3 separate regions of the Mus musculus genome follow, and all the other regions are linked to region 2. A link is a contact called in public Hi-C and HiCAR-type data. All regions are on one chromosome and are shown on one strand. Each heading gives the region's core, a stretch centred on a gene start, on an enhancer-like site or on the middle of the called end of the contact. The rest is flanking DNA. Distances are from core to core; before and after follow the strand shown. Region 1 has its middle 110 kb from the start of Gm25633. Region 2 overlaps Ncam1 (neural cell adhesion molecule 1). Region 3 overlaps Ncam1 (neural cell adhesion molecule 1).

Region 1 (2,741 bases), core at 100-2,599, 220 kb after region 2:
GGCACACCTCGGCAGGGGCCTTGAAAGGCACGCCCACCTTTTCCAATTTATCCTAACACCAACTCCAAACTCAAAGCAGAGAGAGCAGACTGGAAGGCTTCTACCCTAGTGACCTACTTCCTCCAGCAGTGCTCCACCTCCTAAAGGCCCCATAACCTCCCCCAGACAGTAACCCCAACTAGGACATGTGCTCAAATGTGTGACGCTATTGGGGACACATGTCATTTAAGTTTCATTTACAAAAGAAAATACAAGTCATTACAGTGCCTGAGGAAAGATACTGTAGGTTATCCTCTGACTTTCACATACGCGTGCACACACACACACACACACACACACACACACACACACACACAAAATTTCTTCTTTGTGATGAAATGGGTAAGATGGTTCATTGTTCAGGTTTAGGGAGGAGATCAAAGTGCTGATAGGTTTAAATTCAGAGATCACAAATACTATGGCCATGAGTGAGTACAGTCCATCTGTTATCTTTAGTATCCCTGTATGAGATCTCTTGGAAATGCACGTATTGTCTTCATAGACAATCTTGATTTTGTCATTTGTATTGAAGGTTTTGATTCTCAGCCATGGAGCAATGCAACCTGGATCCCAGGGGCAAGTGGCTTCTTTCCCTTCCAAGATCTTCTCAATTTCTCTCTCTCCCTATTGTACAGCACCCCACTTACCTCCCTGGCTCTCACCCTGTCAATCATGCTTTCCCAAGAGAGATGCTAACAACAGGTACAGCGGCAAAACCTTGATGAAAGCTTTGGTTCACAGGTATCTGCTTCCTTCTGCTGTCCTGGGCTGCCCTCAGCCCTGATGTATACATCTCTTCTAAAACTGCTCCTGGAGAAATTGTCTAAAGTGCAGGGCTCTTTCCCTGCACTAGCCAGGCCAGTCTGTATCCCGAACAGGACCTGGGATGAAGGGACTGGGGGTGGAATGAAGAATTAAATGAGCAACATGCTAATTTCATGCAAATGAATATCTATTTTGAATCAACAGCTTGGGTACTTTTTCTAGGAGGCCCGAGGCAGCAGGAATGCAAAAGGAGGGCGGGAGGGGGAGTGTGTCTCTTGGGGCGGCGAGGAGTGTAAGAAGGCTCCAGTCTGAGCAGAGCTGCCTCCAGCCCATAGTCCTAATGCTATTAGATCCACTCATTAGCAAGTATGAAACATGGAGAGTTAAAAAAAAATCAGAAAAGGAAAGGGGGAAAATCAGTCCCATTTCTGCAATGAATAACAGATGGAGACTTAATTCAATTTGCATCCAATACACTCTAGTACCAGGGACTTCGTTTGTGTAACAATGGAGATCCTGGGGATGAGGAGGGGTCCCTGCTGCAGAGGGGCTAATGGGATGAGCCCACACCTCCCCCACCCTGCCCTCATCTCTCTGTGGGAGCCAGATGGATATTCTTGTTTTAACGCATCTCTCCCTTGGGCTGATCCTGAATTCATTCTCTGATCCAAAGAGAGCGGTTCTTAGATTGAATTGAGAGAGCACTGGGGGAGGGGGCATTGTAGTGAGCAACAGTAGAGGGAGAGGAAAAGTCTTTTGGAAGCTGAGGAAAGATACCAGGTGTCTCCAATTCCCCACCCCTGAGTAAATCAGGAGACAGTCACTGACTGGGCAGTTGGATTCCCAAGATGTAGGCTTTCCATATCTGCTGCTGCCAAGACCTGGACCCTAAACTCTGCGCTGGCACCAAGGAACATTTTTAACTGTTCTGATGGCTTGGATCTTCTGAACGTGGAGATTTCTCCTTTGCTGAATGAGAACAGTAGATAAATCAGGCCCCTGGAGTGTGAGCACAGAACTTGCTCTCTGTGGCTCTGTTCCCACGATGAAGATCTCTCTCAGGGTCTGTGATGTCACTCATATGTCTCCCCTCTGGGAGCTGACTGATAGGGCTTTTGCAGGTTGAACAATTACCAAATAGGAAAACACTTTATCAAAAATGGCGGTGGGGCCACACGCCAGGGAAAATGGGATTGGAGACTGAAGCTTGGGCCAAATCATGGAACATGAGTTGCATTTGCCCTGGCCCACAGGGAGAGAGGGAGAGGATTTTTTTTCCTCCCCTATTTTAAATTATAATGTCTATATCTAAAATGCACACGGCATAAGACAGGTTAAAAAGGGAAAAAGATTCAAATGTTTAATATACTACAGATATACAATATACATATGTATTATACATACACATACAATATATATGTATGTGTATATATGTACATATATGTATATGTACATATATGTATGTGTATATATGTGTGTACATATATGTAAATGTACACATATATATATATATATATATATATATATATATATATATATATATATTAGACTGAAGTGTGTACCCTCCATAGGAAGCTCAATAAGTAGACTAAGAATGGTGCCTTCTAAACAAGAATGATACAAGAATTGTAGAGAAACAAGCGAAAAGCAAAATTCTCAAGTCTCTAAGGGTAGTGATTGTGGCAAGGTGACTGGGAATATAGGGGGCTTTATGGAAAGAAGGGTTATAGTGGTAGACTTGTTAGGCAGATGCAATTTTTACTAGATTCTCAATCTCCCAGAGTAAGAATACTGGTACCTGAAATTTTGGGAAAGTACCATTTTTTGGATTCTTAGTCTCACTAGTAAAGCTATTTAAGAATGGACTCCAAAAGGAAACTCAAAAACAATTTTATTAAAATTTCGAAAAGAAACTCCAGGTCAAACAAGCTGGAGAT
Region 2 (2,711 bases), core at 201-2,700:
TTATCTATCTATCTATCTATCTATCTATCTATCTATCTATCTCTATCTCTTTATCTCTATCTATCTACCTATCTTCTACCTACCTTTTTCTTTCCTTCTTTCCTTCCTTCCTTTCTTTTTCTTCCTATTTATCTATCCACTCATTCATTACCCACCTTTCTTCTTCCTTCTCTTCCTCCTCCTCTCTTCCTTCCTTTCCATCCTCCCTGTTTACCTCCCTATCTGCCTTTTTTGCTATCTATCTATCTATCTATCTATCTACCTACCTATATATCTACATCTGCTATGCTGTTACCATGAAAACATTTAAGAGGCTAAGCATGTATTTTCCCAGCCAGGATCTTTGATCTTGCTATTGAAAATAGCTATTTCCTGTTCATCTCTTGCTGCAAAAGCAAGTTCTAGTTTTGGGCAACTGAGCTATCTATAAACACTATGCAGAAGTTGCAGGCCCTGTGTGCCTTCCAACAGCTGTGTTTTGATCCCACCAGTAGAATCGAGGAGGTAGGCAAGCTTACCAGCAGAGACCTTGGGCTCCTGCACCCAACTGACTGTGTTCAAAGCAGGCCTCCTCTGTTACCAGCAAGTTCCCTAAGCTCTTTACTCTTCGTATCTTCCACTGTGACACGAGGTGGTATTAATATCAATCCTCTGGGACTGGATAAAATGAGTCTAATAAGCAAGGGGCTTAACCAGCACCTGGCACCTACTGAGTGGCAAATAATACCATTAACTGTGACTTTCTAGCTTTTGCATTAGTGTAGTCCAACACACAGCCACTGATAAATAATTATCAAAAGATGGCCTCTCTCCCACATCACTTTCTCTCAATGCCACTAATAGGGATGGAGGAACATTCTATAATTCACCTTTTAAAAAATTCACCTTCAGCTTTGTAGTTCAGTCATCTTACCTCAAAGCTTTAAATGACAGAGGTTCTAACGTTCCCCCAGGACTGATCCTCAAAGAATGAAACACAGTTAAAAAGCCAATTAAAAAGAAATAATCCACTGATTCAAAGAAAAATTTCTTCGAGTTGGACACTTCACTCATCTCAAAGAAAAAAGTCTGTTTCTATGACACACTGGCCTAGTTTAGCAGACAGGTTGAAATAAAATAAAGGAATTTCTTTTTTCTAGCTGGAACCAATCAAAAGTGAACAAAAGAAAGAATAATATTATCTATCCGTTAAATTTGTCTGTGGTATGTATTGTCAGGAGGTATAAATAATGCATGCTGGTGTCTCTGAGCCTCGGATCTGGCTCCAGCGTGCTCTCCTGTCTTGCATCCTGTAGTCTCAGTCCACAGGGTTCCTCTGCAGGTACTCCAAGATGGCTCCCATGAGGCTGCTTCAGGAAGGATAGCTTTGAAGGCCTCTCCTGGGCCTCAGGCCTTTGTGTGCTACCTTCTTGCACTACTATCATTTTCCCAGCAGGTGCCTCACCTTCCCAACTGCTGACAGCTGCTCCTGAGCCCCTGCCACACCTTTGAGGATTTCTCTCTGTCTCTCCAGGGAGGTGCTGGAAGGCAGCCATATTTTCCCACAGCCCAGGAAGATGTGGAGTCAGAGGGAGGCTGCCCAAGGCTGGGGTTCTTCCTGGCCAGGTAAAACATGCTTTCCTCCTTGTCCTAGGATAATGGTCATGGCCAAACCAAACTTGCATCTTCATTTCAACAAAGCATTTAGACATTTAAAAAGCACATTAAAAGCAGGAGCTGTTTAGTTCAAAATTTGACCTGTTTGTGTGTGTGTGTGTGTGTGTGTGTGTGTGAGAGAGAGAGAGAGAGAGAGAGAGAGAGAGAGAGAGAGAGAGAGAAAGAGAGAGAGAGAGAGAATGTGAGTGAGTGTGTATAAATCTGTAGGTATGACCGTGTGTGTGAGTCTGTATGTGTGACTGTGGGTGTGAGTCTGTATGTGTGACTGTATGTCTGAGTATGTGTGTAATTGTGTATGAATGAGTGTGCATCTCTGTGTGTGACTGTGTAACTGTGTGTATACGTCTGTGTGACTGTGAGTGAATGTGTGAGTGTGTTTGTGTATGAATGTGTTAGAGTGTTTATATGTGTATGTGTGGGTGTGTCTATGAATGTGTAAGAGTGTTTATCTACATGTGTATGTGTGTGAGTGTGTAAGAACTAGCAACATACAAGTACAATGAAACAAATTTAAAAATTGTTTAATTCTATTTTAAAAATCTCTTTCTTATTCTCCCGAAAGAGTTAGGTAAAACCTGGCAAACCAACCCTGATGTGTGAGCAGTTTGGGAAGGGGTTACAGGTCCAGAGTTGCTTCAACAGGCTGATATGGAACGAGATGGAAGCGAACAGAGAGAAAGGAAACAATTTTCTTCCCACCCTGTGTTCATTGATTTCAAAAGGAGCCAGCAAGTCTTGTTTCCTCTAGCTAAACAGATTTTATTGGCTTTACACAAATCTTGCCAAGGTTAAATATTATATGAAAATATCACTAAAAACAGTGATCCTGAATAAACTACTGTGAAATTTTACTACAACATGGCAAATACTCAAAACATCCAGGTTATATTTATACCCTTATAGTCATGTGTAAACTGACTGCCTCATGCTGTCGGCCCTGCAAGGACACGCAGATCTGTTAGACACAGGCCCTGAAAGATGATGGCATGCCACATGTACTATAGACACAGGAGACATGCACAAGACAAAGAGATGTGGAGACAGCAATGCAGAGA
Region 3 (2,821 bases), core at 308-2,807, 180 kb before region 2:
CTTCTTGGCAACTGAGGCTACGGCTGCATTAATACCAAATAGCAGGAACCAGCCCTGGTCCAGCACACAGAGGGTGGCATTAACCACACACTTGACTACTCATGGATCCAATGCTGCCTTCAGAGTTGCCAAGACTACATGGATAAGACAGGATCTCGAGGTTTACGGTGTAAACCAGGGTTTCAGTTCACCTATGTTCCTTTTGCCATGTGCTTTACCCCACATTACAGTTTGTGACTGAATGACCGACCCTAAGAGTCTTAAGTTTCCTAATTGTAACTTTCACAGGCCTGGGTGTTGGGGGAAGGAAGTTCTAGCTTTTGACAGTTGAGGTTAAGAGAAAAGGGAAAAGATGTAAGGTCAAGACATCTTTTGAAAGCATGCTTCTGTTGAATGAGCGAGAAGCGCTTTAGCTGTGAGTGTCATATCCCTGTCCCACTGTGAGCTGACAGAATGCACGGTCTTATGGTCTATCATGACACAGGTTCTTCCCAAGCAAGCCTGGAAGGGCTTATATGTGACAAGTAGTTTCTCTTGATACGCTTTATGAAAACTTCCTTCACCTATGGTTATAAACAGATTATTACCACACATAGATATACACACACACACACATATACACCACACACACACACACACACACACACACACACATACATATACACTCAGAAACACACATACACACAACTACACCTCTGTAGGAGATATTATTTAATTTCACCCGTGTTGTCTGACTGACTGACGGAGTTCTACATGACCCCAGCTACTCGGCTTCCTTTGCACGGTGGCTCACATCCTCTGCATCTTGATCCTATGGTGACTAATACATTCCTGCTAACTCAGGCTGCTGCCAATCGGGATACCCTATGCTTTATCTCACTGTCCTCTGGGACTTATGATTTGGGTCAGTAGTCAAGTGGTTCAAATAAAACAGACTCCAACCTCCTGCTCAGATTTCACAACTAAGCATCTTATCTGTGGGTAGAAATGTCTGAAGAAATATAAAAACCGAAACACCCGTCAGGGGAGAAATATTTCATTCCTCTTCAGGAGAAGTCTGGAGCCAAGATTGTGTTTCATTGACAGACAAGACCAAAGATGCAAAGCGGTGTCTCAAACAGGACAGGGTTGTGCAAATGGGTCCTGTAGCTTTCTCCTATTTCCTGGGACTTATATAGCAGGAGGGATGGGGGCGGGGGGAGGGGGGAGGGGGGGAGGGCGGAGCCACTGTGGTAGAGGGGAGTAGTTAGAAGAATTCCTCTTTCAAATGCAAATACACCACAAACAAACAAGAAAACCCTCCAACCCGTGCAAATGAGCCCAGCTTATTGTCATGCTTGTTCCTCTCACAAAACCAAACCACAAAGGCATCAGGAACTGAAAGTCATTGCAGCCACACACAGAGGACCACTGAGAAAGCAGCCCCCGTAGCTGTCTACCACAGGAGGAAAACAACAACAACAAAAAAAACCATTCCATGCAGTATACACAACCAGGAAGCACGGTTCTCCCCTCTTTAATTATGTATGGGAGGCCTTAGCCAGGGTGTGGGAGCTGAACTCCGTAGACCCGTCATCACCTGCCTTAGCTGACTGCTGCTTGGTGGGAGGCAGGACCAGCTCTCCCTGGCCTCCAGCCTCAAGTGCTGTAATATACACAGTCACAGTGCAAAGGCTCTTGTTGCCTAGCCGAGGGCCTTAGGCCCCCAGCACCCATGTGGCCTCACATCATTAAGGCCAGCCTGGATGCCTGCAGCTCGGACTCAGCCAGGTTTTCAGGCTAGTCTAGGGGGATGCTCTTGTCCCTTGGATCCTACTGTCTGGAGAGGACGTCTAGCCCTTCCAACCCAGCAGCCTAGGAGGTGGCATTGTTCTATTATTTTTCTAGCACCAAGTGTTCGGGGGACCAGAATGAAGGGGGACAGAGCTACAGGCTCTGTTGTGAGACACGGGCTGCCATGTTGTCAGGGGCACAGGTCCTTCTCCTTTTCTCTGAGCAGCTCTCTCCACTTCCTCTGGTTTCCTCTTGCTCCCAGGCCTTCCTCACTTTATTATATTGCGCTCTCTCTCTCTCTCTCTCTCTCTCTCTCTCTCTCTCTCTCTCTCTCTCTCTCTGTGTGTGTGTGTGTGTGTGTGTGTGTGTGTGTGTGTGTGTGTACGAGCACAATCCCATGAGGCATGAACAGTAAAACTGTGGGAAGGAGTTGCCATACTTTGCTCCCCCCCCATGTTTTCCCAATTCTTTTCTGTTTTAAACACAAATGTCAATATGGAAAGGTCTCCACAAGCACAAACAGCCACCCCTTATTCTTTTGGAGGCGACTCCATTTGCTTTCTTGGCTAAACAGACAGCATGCTTAGAAACCACTCAAGGCTGGGAGCCTCCATGCAGTCACACTGTAGACTGTGCTACTGCGAGCAGAGCAGAGGCGCTGCCCAGAGCAGCCGGCTCTGTACTCACTAGACAGGTCTGTGGTTGGAAGGACAGGAAGAGGCCAGGTTGCTATGGAAACATGAAGGTTGGAAAGGGCACTAAATGGTGAGGGCCAGAAAGGACATAAAACTCACATACCCAAAAGTACAAATTATGCATATCAGTGTGTGTATGTATATATATATATACACACACGTATGTATCAGAGACATATATATATATATATGTGTGTGTGTATATACACACACACATATGTATCAGAGACAGTGCGTCAGTCACTCATTCCTATTGCCCCAATTTATCAATATTAATATAAATATTTTGGAGAGCTTATCAAAGATAATCTTTTTTTTTTTTGCTTACAAAGGACTCATGCAGCAAGAGATAA

What was found. Hi-C and Micro-C count contacts between places; a contact is called where the count stands out from the background. HiCAR-type assays count read pairs that join an accessible place to other places.
Region 1: a contact with region 2 is called in a HiCAR-type map of embryonic stem cells, with 4 times the contacts expected there. The contact joins two enhancer-like sites. A contact is called at or near these places in 10 of 484 Hi-C or Micro-C datasets (embryonic stem cells, olfactory sensory neurons, rod photoreceptor and 1 more), 3 of 115 datasets of contacts at active chromatin or transcription factors (all in embryonic stem cells) and 1 of 9 other capture datasets (embryonic stem cells).
Region 3: a contact with region 2 is called in a Hi-C map of embryonic stem cells, with 2.4 times the contacts expected there. The contact joins two enhancer-like sites. A contact is called at or near these places in 2 of 484 Hi-C or Micro-C datasets (both in embryonic stem cells), 1 of 115 datasets of contacts at active chromatin or transcription factors (embryonic stem cells) and 1 of 9 other capture datasets (pancreatic islet).

Annotation. Positions count from the first base shown.
Region 1 is chr9:49,934,877-49,937,617 of GRCm38.p6, forward strand. No RefSeq gene overlaps it. Among named protein-coding and RNA genes, the nearest start is that of Gm25633, 110 kb to the left of the region's middle. Within about 2 kb of position 1,350, at least 24 of the 459 cell types and tissues checked have an H3K27ac peak or open chromatin away from gene starts, as enhancers often do. A contact at or near this core is called in embryonic stem cells, where this site is marked.
Region 2 is chr9:49,713,836-49,716,546 of GRCm38.p6, forward strand. All of the region lies in intron 1 of Ncam1 (neural cell adhesion molecule 1), which reads right to left. Among named protein-coding and RNA genes, the nearest start is that of Ncam1, 84 kb to the right of the region's middle. Within about 2 kb of position 1,451, at least 10 of the 459 cell types and tissues checked have an H3K27ac peak or open chromatin away from gene starts, as enhancers often do. A contact at or near this core is called in embryonic stem cells, where this site is marked.
Region 3 is chr9:49,532,749-49,535,569 of GRCm38.p6, forward strand. The region is part of intron 13 of Ncam1 (neural cell adhesion molecule 1); the gene reads right to left. All of the region lies in intron 2 of Gm11149 (predicted gene 11149), which reads left to right. Among named protein-coding and RNA genes, the nearest start is that of Gm11149, 16 kb to the left of the region's middle. Within about 2 kb of position 1,558, at least 66 of the 459 cell types and tissues checked have an H3K27ac peak or open chromatin away from gene starts, as enhancers often do. A contact at or near this core is called in embryonic stem cells, where this site is marked.